2 separate regions of the Triticum aestivum genome follow, and region 2 is linked to region 1. Evidence: chromatin contacts called from public Hi-C data. All regions are on one chromosome and are shown on one strand. Each heading gives the region's core, a stretch centred on a gene start, on an enhancer-like site or on the middle of the called end of the contact. The rest is flanking DNA. Distances are from core to core; before and after follow the strand shown.

What was found. A called contact is a pair of places that touch in the nucleus more often than the background predicts.
Region 2: a Hi-C map of leaf shows a contact between it and region 1, with 6 times the contacts expected there. The contact joins the promoter of LOC780585 here to the promoter of LOC123121794 in region 1. A contact is called at or near these places in 5 of 5 Hi-C or Micro-C datasets (leaf, root and an unstated tissue) and 1 of 1 datasets of contacts at active chromatin or transcription factors (leaf).

Annotation. Positions count from the first base shown.
Region 1 is chr5D:365,336,416-365,341,176 of IWGSC CS RefSeq v2.1, forward strand. It overlaps LOC123121794 (dicarboxylate transporter 2.1, chloroplastic), which reads left to right and starts at 2,893. Exons shown (of 5, transcript XM_044541853.1): 1 at 2,893-3,759. The coding sequence starts at 2,986. LOC123121793 (queuine tRNA-ribosyltransferase catalytic subunit 1) reads left to right here. Exons shown (of 16, transcript XM_044541851.1): 10 at 180-285; 11 at 418-528; 12 at 1,048-1,119; 13 at 1,213-1,314; 14 at 1,396-1,442; 15 at 1,532-1,559; 16 at 1,746-2,030. The coding sequence ends at 1,904.
Region 2 is chr5D:365,480,155-365,485,198 of IWGSC CS RefSeq v2.1, forward strand. It overlaps LOC780585 (homeobox-leucine zipper protein HOX4), which reads left to right and starts at 2,726. Exons shown (of 3, transcript XM_044541854.1): 1 at 2,726-3,150; 2 at 3,256-3,620; 3 at 3,704-4,286. The coding sequence starts at 3,093. The coding sequence ends at 4,093.

The DNA.
Region 1 (4,761 bases), core at 1,643-4,142:
AAATTCCATGCACAATTTTCTTATATGCAGCCAAAAGATCTTTTTCGTTTTCCCATGATCTCCAACATCTGTCACATACTTGAAAAGTTAATCATTTTTTATATGTTTTTTTTGTATTTTCCACGACTCCCTGCAATTCAAGAGTTCAGTGGCTCAAACTTTGAATTTCTTGTTGCTAGATATGCCATTGGTGGTCTTGCAGGTGGTGAAGATAAAGACTCGTTTTGGCGTGTTGTTGCCCAGTGCACCGCTGGGTTGCCTGAAGATAAACCACGATATGTTATGGTAAGTTATAAACTTGTCAAATTGCTCATGTTAAGCCGATTGTGCTTGATACGATTCACCCTTGTTTCAGCTTTCAACAACGCAGCACGCAGAACTTGTTTGGTTAACGGTTGCTGTTTTTCTGATATGCAGGGTGTTGGTTATCCACTTGATATTGTAGTATGCAGTGCTTTGGGTGCAGATATGTATGACTGTGTCTATCCAACACGCACTGCTCGCTTTGGGAGCGCACTTGTGCCTGAGGTAGGAAAATTCTGTCCCTGACAGCCCTATGCAATTCAAGCTGGGTGAAGCATTTTATTGTAGCACTGATATATTTCAGTCTTTTGGCATTCAAAGAACTTATCTTACATTAGCCTGATATGGGTAAGAACAGTAACATATGCAACCATAGTCCATTCGAAATTCTGAGATCACATCCTCTGTGCTTTCCTCAGTCAGCATTACTGTAGCGAACTCACATGAGAGGTGTGTCCGTGTGAGTGAATGGGAGGGGATATTGTTTCTTCTAGAAACCCCATAAGCTGGACTTGCTGATAAACCATTTGATGGTGTTGCAATGGGGACCCTGGCATTTATGCTTGTTGGGTATACTGTCTAAATTAACTGTGCTTGTTGTAGAAGCAGGCACATTTATAGCAGGTTTAGGCTTTAAGCTTATGTTAAGATAGTCTTAATTTCTAAGTTGGTGCTAATCTAGTTCCTTTAACTTTAATTCCCGTTGATGATTTATTGAACTTCTTTTTTTCTGCATCATCTTAGGGTGTTCTGAAGTTGAAACAAAATGCAATGGCAACTGACGAACGGCCCATTGATCCTTCCTGTCCATGTATGGTATGGCTTCAACAACACTAGGAACAAAGTGGTAAACTGATTGATATAATTACAATCTTTGGAGTTCTGTAACATGGTTGTCTTGTTGTTCAGGTCTGCAAAAACTATACCCGTGCATACTTGCATTGTCTGGTCACGAAAGATCCTATGGGTTCTCAACTGCTGTCATATCACAATTTATCATTTATGGCGCGGGTATCCTGTCATTTTTTTTGGCTGAGTTGTTCATTTTGAGCACAGTTGGCTATTGTTTGATCACTCTCATTTCTGTTTCAGTTAAGTAGAGATCTCCACATGTCGATTCTTGAAGGGCGATTTCCAGAGTATGTTGTCTCATTCGACATAAATCTGCCTGATTATTCAGTTAAATTGTGTGCTGTTAAATAACGAAATTCTGCTGACATGTTTGCAGATTCGTGAGAGGATTCTTGAGGGTGCAGGTTTGTCTTGCTCTGCAATCTCTGTTCTATCATATATGATTGAACAAAAAATAGCTGAGCAACAAACTGCCTCCTTATACCATCGCCACCCAATCATCTACAGAGCTAAAACCATATTCTTGTCTTGTTATTATCTTTCTTAGTAGTTTGTGTTACCTCTAAACACTAAAATCATGATGATGGCAGTTCCCAAAGGGTGACGTGCCAAAGTGGGTTCACAATGCAATGGAGGTCGCCGGCATCGACATATCGGAGTGCTGCACCCCGACCAACTGCCAGCATGACGCAATGGAGGCTGCTGGCGTCGACATATCGGAGTTCTGCCCGCCGACCAGATGCCCCTGACGCCGAACGCTTGGGAGCATTCATTATGGATACCACGGTACGGATTGACGATAGGGAAGGGTTGTCACGTGGAAGTGATCCCTCATACTTAACATGACGCGTTTTCACGAGGTTTTTTTTGGGTCATAGACTGTAGGCCTGACTCTCATCCACTGCTTCAGCATAGAATTTTCCAACAGTATGCTGAAGCTAGCCGCCCATAGGTTTTGATAGTCTCCAAGGTGTTATAGTATCTGCCATTGATTGTTTGCAAGCTGTTGCAAATGGTTTTGCTGCAAGGACAATCCACGGAAAGTTGTAACAGCATCATTATTTATACTCACGAAAATTGTTGCTGCGATGCAGGTCATTTTGTTTCACTGATTATATATTATATGGCTTCTCCAGTCTTCACACGCTCTTTTTGTCCAAACTCTGGTCTTCATCACACTCTTTGTTGGCTTGAATGTGTATTTCGTGGAATTCTTTGCAATGCTTAGTGTTTGCAGGTGGTCCACTGGCAGGTGGTCCCGCGACGCTGCCGGTTTCATGGCATGGAAAATGTCGCGTGGGAAATGTGTGCGATCTTTCAGGAAAATGACCTGGCTGGTCATCTGGATCGTCCAATCCTCATCGAACGGCAGACGGGGCTGGCAACCAGAATCTACTGGCGCCACGTGTCGACCCCTTGTTGACCGTCGCTTCCCGTCAAAACGCGATGCCTCGCGGGATCCACCACCGGTGACGAGGCTGCTCAGCTCAGCCGCACCACACAGGTGAGCACCAACACAGATTCCGGTGACTGCGACTGGTCCCCACGCCGAGCCCTAGTATCTCCCGGCAAAAACGTGGGCGACACAGCGCTACTCCTTCGGCCGCTGCCAGGTGGGTCCATCCCGGACGCCCAGCACATGACCACACATGTCAGTGGGTGAAATCATCAAGGCGTTAGTTTCGCAGATTCCGCCGTTAGTATCTAGGCTAAAAATGATTATTTCAAAAAGCAGCCATTACAAGTCGATCTCCGGGGACTGAATTCTGAAACCACCGCCCGCCTCTGCTCCTGGACCGCTCCGCCCCCGTCCTCCCGCCGCCGGCGCCGATGGAGCGCCTCCGGGTCGCCGTCTCGCACCGCCCGCCTCTGCTCGTCGGCGCCCCGAACCATCTCCGCCGACGCCAGCTCCACCTCCCCCTCCCGCTCGCATCCCGCCCCCTCTCTTCGCGGCATCGCCTGCTCTCCCCCGCCCCTCGCCGCCACGCGCGGCACCTCCTCGCCTCCCAAACGCCCGGCCCCGAATCCGGCCCTGACCCCGACGCGGAGGCCAGCGCTGAACCGGCCGGCGCCAAGCTCGTCCCGCTCGTCGTCTCCCTGGCGGCCGGCCTCGCCGTGCGCTTCCTCGCGCCGCGGCCCGCCGAGGTGACCCTGCAGGCGTGGCAGCTGCTCTCCATCTTCCTCTCCACCATCGCGGGGCTCGTGCTGGGCCCGCTCCCCGTGGGCGCCTGGGCCTTCCTCGGCCTCACCACCGCCGTGGCCACGCGGACGCTCCCCTTCGAGACCGCCTTCTCCGCCTTCACCAACGAGGTCATCTGGCTCATCGTCATCTCCTTCTTCTTCGCGCGAGGCTTCGTCAAGACCGGCCTCGGCGACCGCATCGCCACCTACTTCATCAAGTGGCTCGGGGGCAGCACGCTCGGGCTCTCCTACGGGCTCACCGTCAGCGAGGCGTGCATCGCGCCGGCCATGCCCAGCACCACCGCCAGGGCCGGGGGCGTCTTCCTGCCTATCATCAAGTCGCTCTCGCTCTCCGCGGGCAGCAAGCCTAACGACCCGTCGTCGCGGAAGCTCGGGTCATATCTTGTGATGACCCAGTTCCAGGTAAGTGGTGTAAATTAATTTTCATTATTCAACGCTGGTTTGATGAACCTGGTGGCTGGTAATTTGGCCATAGAATAGATCGATCATACAATCCTGCCACCATAGGATTCTAACAAATGAATGCGCCAGATGCTCAGTTGCTAATTGTCACAACACTTGAACTCTTGAAGGGTTCAGTGCTCAACTGCCGATCGTGTTACCTTGATTATATTAACCTCTTGTGGAGCGGTGCTCTGCACAGGTTGAAGGTGGTGCAACATTTCTTTGTTACTGATTGGGAGATGTGGGGTGTTAGCATGATTTTCCTAGGCACAATTAGTGCAAGAACCTGTAATTCTATATGCGTCAAATCGATGCTTGCTTGGTCAGAATTTATTTAGTGTACACCCCCCAGTGCTGAAATTAATTTTGGAGCTCTAGCAGTCAGTGTGTTATTTTGTGTATTTCAGTTTCGTGATTTCTCAACAGCCTTTCTAAAGGAAGTATCCTATCAGTTGGAGGATTCTATGGCGAAACTAGAGTAGTGCATTGTTCACCTGATTCCTGATTCCTGACAACATTATTCAGTAAATTGGTGAAGTTGAACTGAAGAAAACTTATCTGGAAATAAAAAGTGACAAACAGTTAAACACAACAGGCATGGTTGAAATATGAAACCTAAGCTTCGTCCATATCGTAGGGTTTACTAAGGTAAGCCACTGGGAGGTACGAATCAATCTGATCAACTGTAAGACCCAGGCCAGCCATTTTAGTCTAATTTTCGTCTAGAGCCTATTTACAGGTTTAAATTGTAAGTACGGAGTATTTGTTTTACTGGATAATGATGGTAACATTTCGTGCATGGAGAATGATGACCATGAGATCACTGATGTAGGAAATAGATGGAGGTGTTAGGAAGAAAGAGTGCTTTCATTATAAAACCAATGCCAACCATCCTAAATGGAAAGTATACTGATGATTTCTTAAAACTGTTGTGCTCAAAGTTAACTATCCTAGCAGGAA
Region 2 (5,044 bases), core at 1,476-3,975, 140 kb after region 1:
AGACTGGGATTTGTCACTCCGTATGACGGAGAGGTATCTCTGGGCCCACTCGGTAATACATCATCATAATGAGCTCAATGTGACTAAGGAGTTAGCCACGGGATCATGCATTACGGTACGAGTAAAGAGACTTGCCGGTAACGAGATTGAACAAGGTATTGGGATACCGACGATCGAATCTCGGGCAAGTAACATACCGATTGACAAAGGGAATTGTATACGGGATTGATTGAATCCTCGACATCGTGGTTCATCCGATGAGATCATCGTGGAACATGTGGGAGCCAACATGGGTATCCATATCCCACTGTTGGCTATTGACCGGAGAGGCGTCTCGGTCATGTCTGCATGTCTCCCGAACCCGTAGGGTCTACACACTTAAGGTTCAGTGACGCTAGGGTTGTAGAGATATTAGTATGCGGAAACCCGAAAGTTGTTCGGAGTCCCGGATGAGATCCCGGACGTCACGAGGAGTTCCGGAATGGTCCGGAGGTGAAGAATTATATATAGGAAGTCCAGTTTCGGCCACCGGGAAAGTTTCGGGGGTTATCGGTATTGTACCGGGACCACCGGAAGGGTCCCGGGGGTCCACCGGGTGGGGCCACCTATCCCGGAGGGCCCCATGGGCTGAAGTGGGAAGGGAACCAGCCCTTAGTGGGCTGGGGCGCCCCCCCTTGGGCCTCCCCCTGCGCCTAGGGTTGGAAACCCTAGGGGTGGGGGGCGCCCCACTTGGCTTGGGGGGGAAGCCACCCCCCTTCCCCCTTGGCCCCCCCCCCATGTAGATGGGTTCCAGGGCCGGAGCCCCCCCCCTCCAGGGGGCCTATAAATAGTGGGGGGAGGGAGGGCAGCAGCACCACAGCCCCTGGCGCCTCCCTCTCCCCCTGCAACACCTCTCCCTCTCGCAAAAGCTTGGCGAAGCCCTGCCGAGATCCCGCTACTTCCACCACCACACCGTCGTGCTGCTGGATCTCCATTAACCTCTCCTTCCCCCTTGCTGGATCAAGAAGGAGGATACGTCGCTGCTCCGTACGTGTGTTGAACGCGGAGGTGTCGTCCGTTCGGCACTCGGTCATCGGTGATTTGGATCACGGCGAGTACGGCTCCATCAACCCCGTTCATTGGAACGCTTCCGCTCGCGATCTACAAGGGTATGTAGATGCACTCCTTTCCCCTTATTGCTAGTATACTCCATAGATGGATCTTGGTGATGCGTAGGAAATTTTAAAATTCTACTACGATCCCCAACACGCTTGCGCACTCCGGCGAACCTGTACGTGGGATCCGACGACCGGCTGTTCGAGGGAGATCGGACGAGGAGGAGCCGACTCCGGAGATGCGCTGCCCCAACTCTACTTCTGCTGCATGGCATTGTGCGTCTAGTGGTAACGATCCGTGATCCGTTCCCGTAGCATGTTCCTGGATGTCCTGCGGGTAGGAATTTTAAATTTGCAGTCGACGCACCCTACCATAGAACCCAACACCTCGAGATCGTGAGATGTGTTCTAACTCTAGGCTAAACGTACGTGATTGTGTTGAAGTCCCCTCTACGGGTTAAACCCTTTGGCTTATACACACGTCAGGTAGGATATCTAGGGTTACAAGGTCGGTATCTAGGCGTGGAGGCGGTAGGAGAAGTCTTCGAGTATACGTCGAGTCTTCGGTGGATGTAGTCTTGATCTCACCTCCAGCGTGCGGCTTCCGGGATCCATCTTGAGAAGAATGAGGGACCACTCGCCCAGCCCGAGGAATACGGGCCGACTAGGTTAGTACCCCCTAGTCCATGACACCTTCAGCCGCCTTCATCGATATTTGTGCATGTCTCTGTGTCGCCGAGCCTGCCATTGGCGCCTCTTCCCCACGATCAGCACACGATTCCTCCCCCGTCCTATGTTTCAATTCTGAGCAGCTGCTCTATATGCATCTGCTGATGTAATCTGTACTAAATCAAGCAAATCACTATATATATCATTCTTCATTGGGTATCCTTTTGCACTAAAGTAAGAGGGTTTTGATAGTTAGCGATTCAAGATAATTTTTTGTGAAATGGTAACCACTGCACGTTTGGTACACAAGAATCTATTAAATGTTGCAGTTGTTAGCAATGCAATTGGTTCTATGCGTTTCAGTAGTATATATTTACTGTTGCATTTTTATTTTTCTTCCAACCGTGTTGGGTCTCAACTGCATATTTTTCAACTCCATCACATGTTTCAACAGAATGCCGTGTTTGGACGATATTTTCAACTACACCCTTTCAACTGCATCTCACATGTTGATACTACATTTTCGATCGTGTCTGATGTCTTTTTTGGGGGGTATTTTGGTAGTGAAAATTCTAGTTTTTTTAGTCTATACTAGTGAAAGTTCTAGTTTTTTTTAGTCTATACTAGTGAAAGTTCTAGTGCACAAAGAATAGTAAGATGCAAATTCCCAAATTGTGAAGCATGAACTGGGCTTGTACGAGAGGCTTAGGGCGTCCCATTCCAGTGCAGGCCGTCTTATCAGTCCACGACCCTACGTGCACGCAGCACCTCTGAACCGATCAGTAAAAAAGATCGCGCTTGGGCTCGCAAATTGCCGTGCGACGCGTGCAGGGGGTCCTAACCATGGTCAGCTCCTGACCGCACCGCCCCCTCCACCTAACCCGAGCGCCGAGCCGGAGGAACACGGCCCCGCCCCGCCTGTCTCTCTCTCCCTCCCTCTCCCCTTTATTAAACGCACACGGAAATGCAGCACGCAGTGTTGGGGAAACGGAAAGGAAACCCGGAAAAGAAAACAGAGCAGGACTCCACTCCACACTCCACTCTCCTCCCCCTCCTCACTCTTTTTGGATCGTAAGGAAACGCGGAAGAAAAATCCATACGCGATCGTGGAGGGGAGGACATTTTGATCGGTGTTGGTTTCCCAAGGCGGAGACGAGGGTACATGGTGGCCGTCATGGATCGAGGCGTGGACGGGAGGACGGGGAGGGGCCAGCAGTGGAGGCGCGCGAGCCCTTTCTCCCGCTCTTTGCTCCTCTTCTCGCAGTAATCGGGGAAGGTGGTGGTGGTGGTGGTGGTGCCGGTGCCATCTGAATTTCTGTGGAACTCGCCATGAAGCGGCCCGGCGGCGGAAACCCCTCCTCCCACCTCCAGATGGCCAGCCCCAATGGTAAATTGCCAGCCCTCTTTCTTTCTTTCTTTCTTTCTGATGGGAATTCGTTCTGTGGAGGTGAAGGGCGCGGAAATCTGAGTCTTTGTGTGCGTGTTTGATTAGATATGGACTACGGCGTGGTCGGGATGGAGGCGGACGGGGACGCGGAGGAGGAGATGATGGCGTGCGGCGGCGGCGGCGGCGGCTGCGGGGGAGGGGAGAAGAAGCGGCGGCTGAGCGCGGAGCAGGTGCGCGCCCTGGAGCGGAGCTTCGAGGTGGAGAACAAGCTGGAGCCGGAGCGCAAGGCGCGGCTGGCGCGCGACCTTGGCCTGCAGCCGCGCCAGGTCGCCGTCTGGTTCCAGAACCGCCGGGCGCGCTGGAAGACCAAGCAGCTCGAGCGCGACTACAACGCGCTGCGCCACTCGTACGACGCGCTCCGCGTCGACCACGACGCCCTCCGCCGCGACAAGGAGGCCCTCCTCGCCGAGGTCCGTGCCGCTCACGCCCGCTTCTTAGTATTGTACGTGCGCAATGGCTGATGCTCGATGCTTGCGCGCCTCGTGTGATACAGATCAAGGATCTGAAGGGAAAGCTGGGGGACGAGGAGGCCGCGGCCAGCTTCACGTCGGTGAAGGAGGAGCCGGCGGCGTCCGACGGCCCGCCGCCCGCGGGCATGGGGTCATCCGACAGCGACTCGAGCGGGGTGCTGAACGACACGGACGCGACCGGCGCCACGCCAACAGAGGAGGCGCCGGCTCCGGAGATGGGGACGCTGCTCGGCGGGCCCGGGGCGGCCGGCGCGGCGGCGGCGGGGCACGGGCAGGTGTTCCTGCACGGGAATTTCCTGAAGGTGGAGGAGGACGAGACGGGGTTCCTGGACGACGAGGAGCCGTGCGGGGGGTTCTTCGCCGACGAGCCGCCGCTGGCGTGGTGGACGGAGCCGACGGATCCCTGGAAATGAGGCGCGGCAGAGAGCGAGAGACTCGGTGGGAGACGACGGACACCTCGCGCTGGGAATAAAAGATTAGTGAAGAAAGCAGGGGCTTTTCTGAAATTTTTGTAAATCTCGTTTTTATCTAGTCCTTTCCTGTCAAACCCTCGCCGTCGCTAGGCAGCCAGCATCAGCAATAGTACTACTACTACTACTAGTGCCATTTCCGCCCCTGCTCTTTCAGCTATTTCCTTTTTCCTCCCATAAACCCTTGCCTTTTAGCTAAAAACTTAAATGTTTAAGTTAAGCTGGACTCAAGTGTAAAAAGCTACACGGGATAGGGACAAGGGGAAAAGGACAGTGTGGAGCGAGCAGTGAAGAGGAAGGGAGGGAGCAGCAAGCAACGACGGGCGGGCCACGGAACAGCGTCGCTGTTGGGTGGGCCCCGGAGGCCACGTGAAGCGCAGGCATTGGGCCTCCCATTGACCGGGCTGGCCTAAGCTTTAGCGCTTGATGGCAGCGCGCAGAGTCGTAACCGACAGCCATCCGCCCCGCGACGCCAACGTGCCTGGCCCAGTCCGCGCCCCCTTCGTCCACGGCGGGCCTCCCCCGCGAGAGCGACCGCCGACGGCGACCCGCGCGTACGTGCGTGGTGGCGCACGCGCTCGCTCTCCCCCGTCGTCGCCGGTTCCCTCGGATCGAGCCCTCGCGCTTTCCCTGCTATTCTCGTACGTAGTAGCAGTTGTTGTGCCGCCGTCGAACCTGATGCACGCTCCCCCGGTACAAGAAAGAAACAAAGAAATCATGTGGAGATCGGAGCGCGGCTCTCATGATGCCAAGCCTTTTGGAGGCTATAGAATAGGCCCCTCGCGCCTGGAGATTCCGTGGGCAGCGGGCGCGTCGCCGTGCCAATCGAGTGCGTTTTGGAAGATCTGGTGACCGTGATGATGGGCAATCAGGCGCGGCACGTACTACTCGATC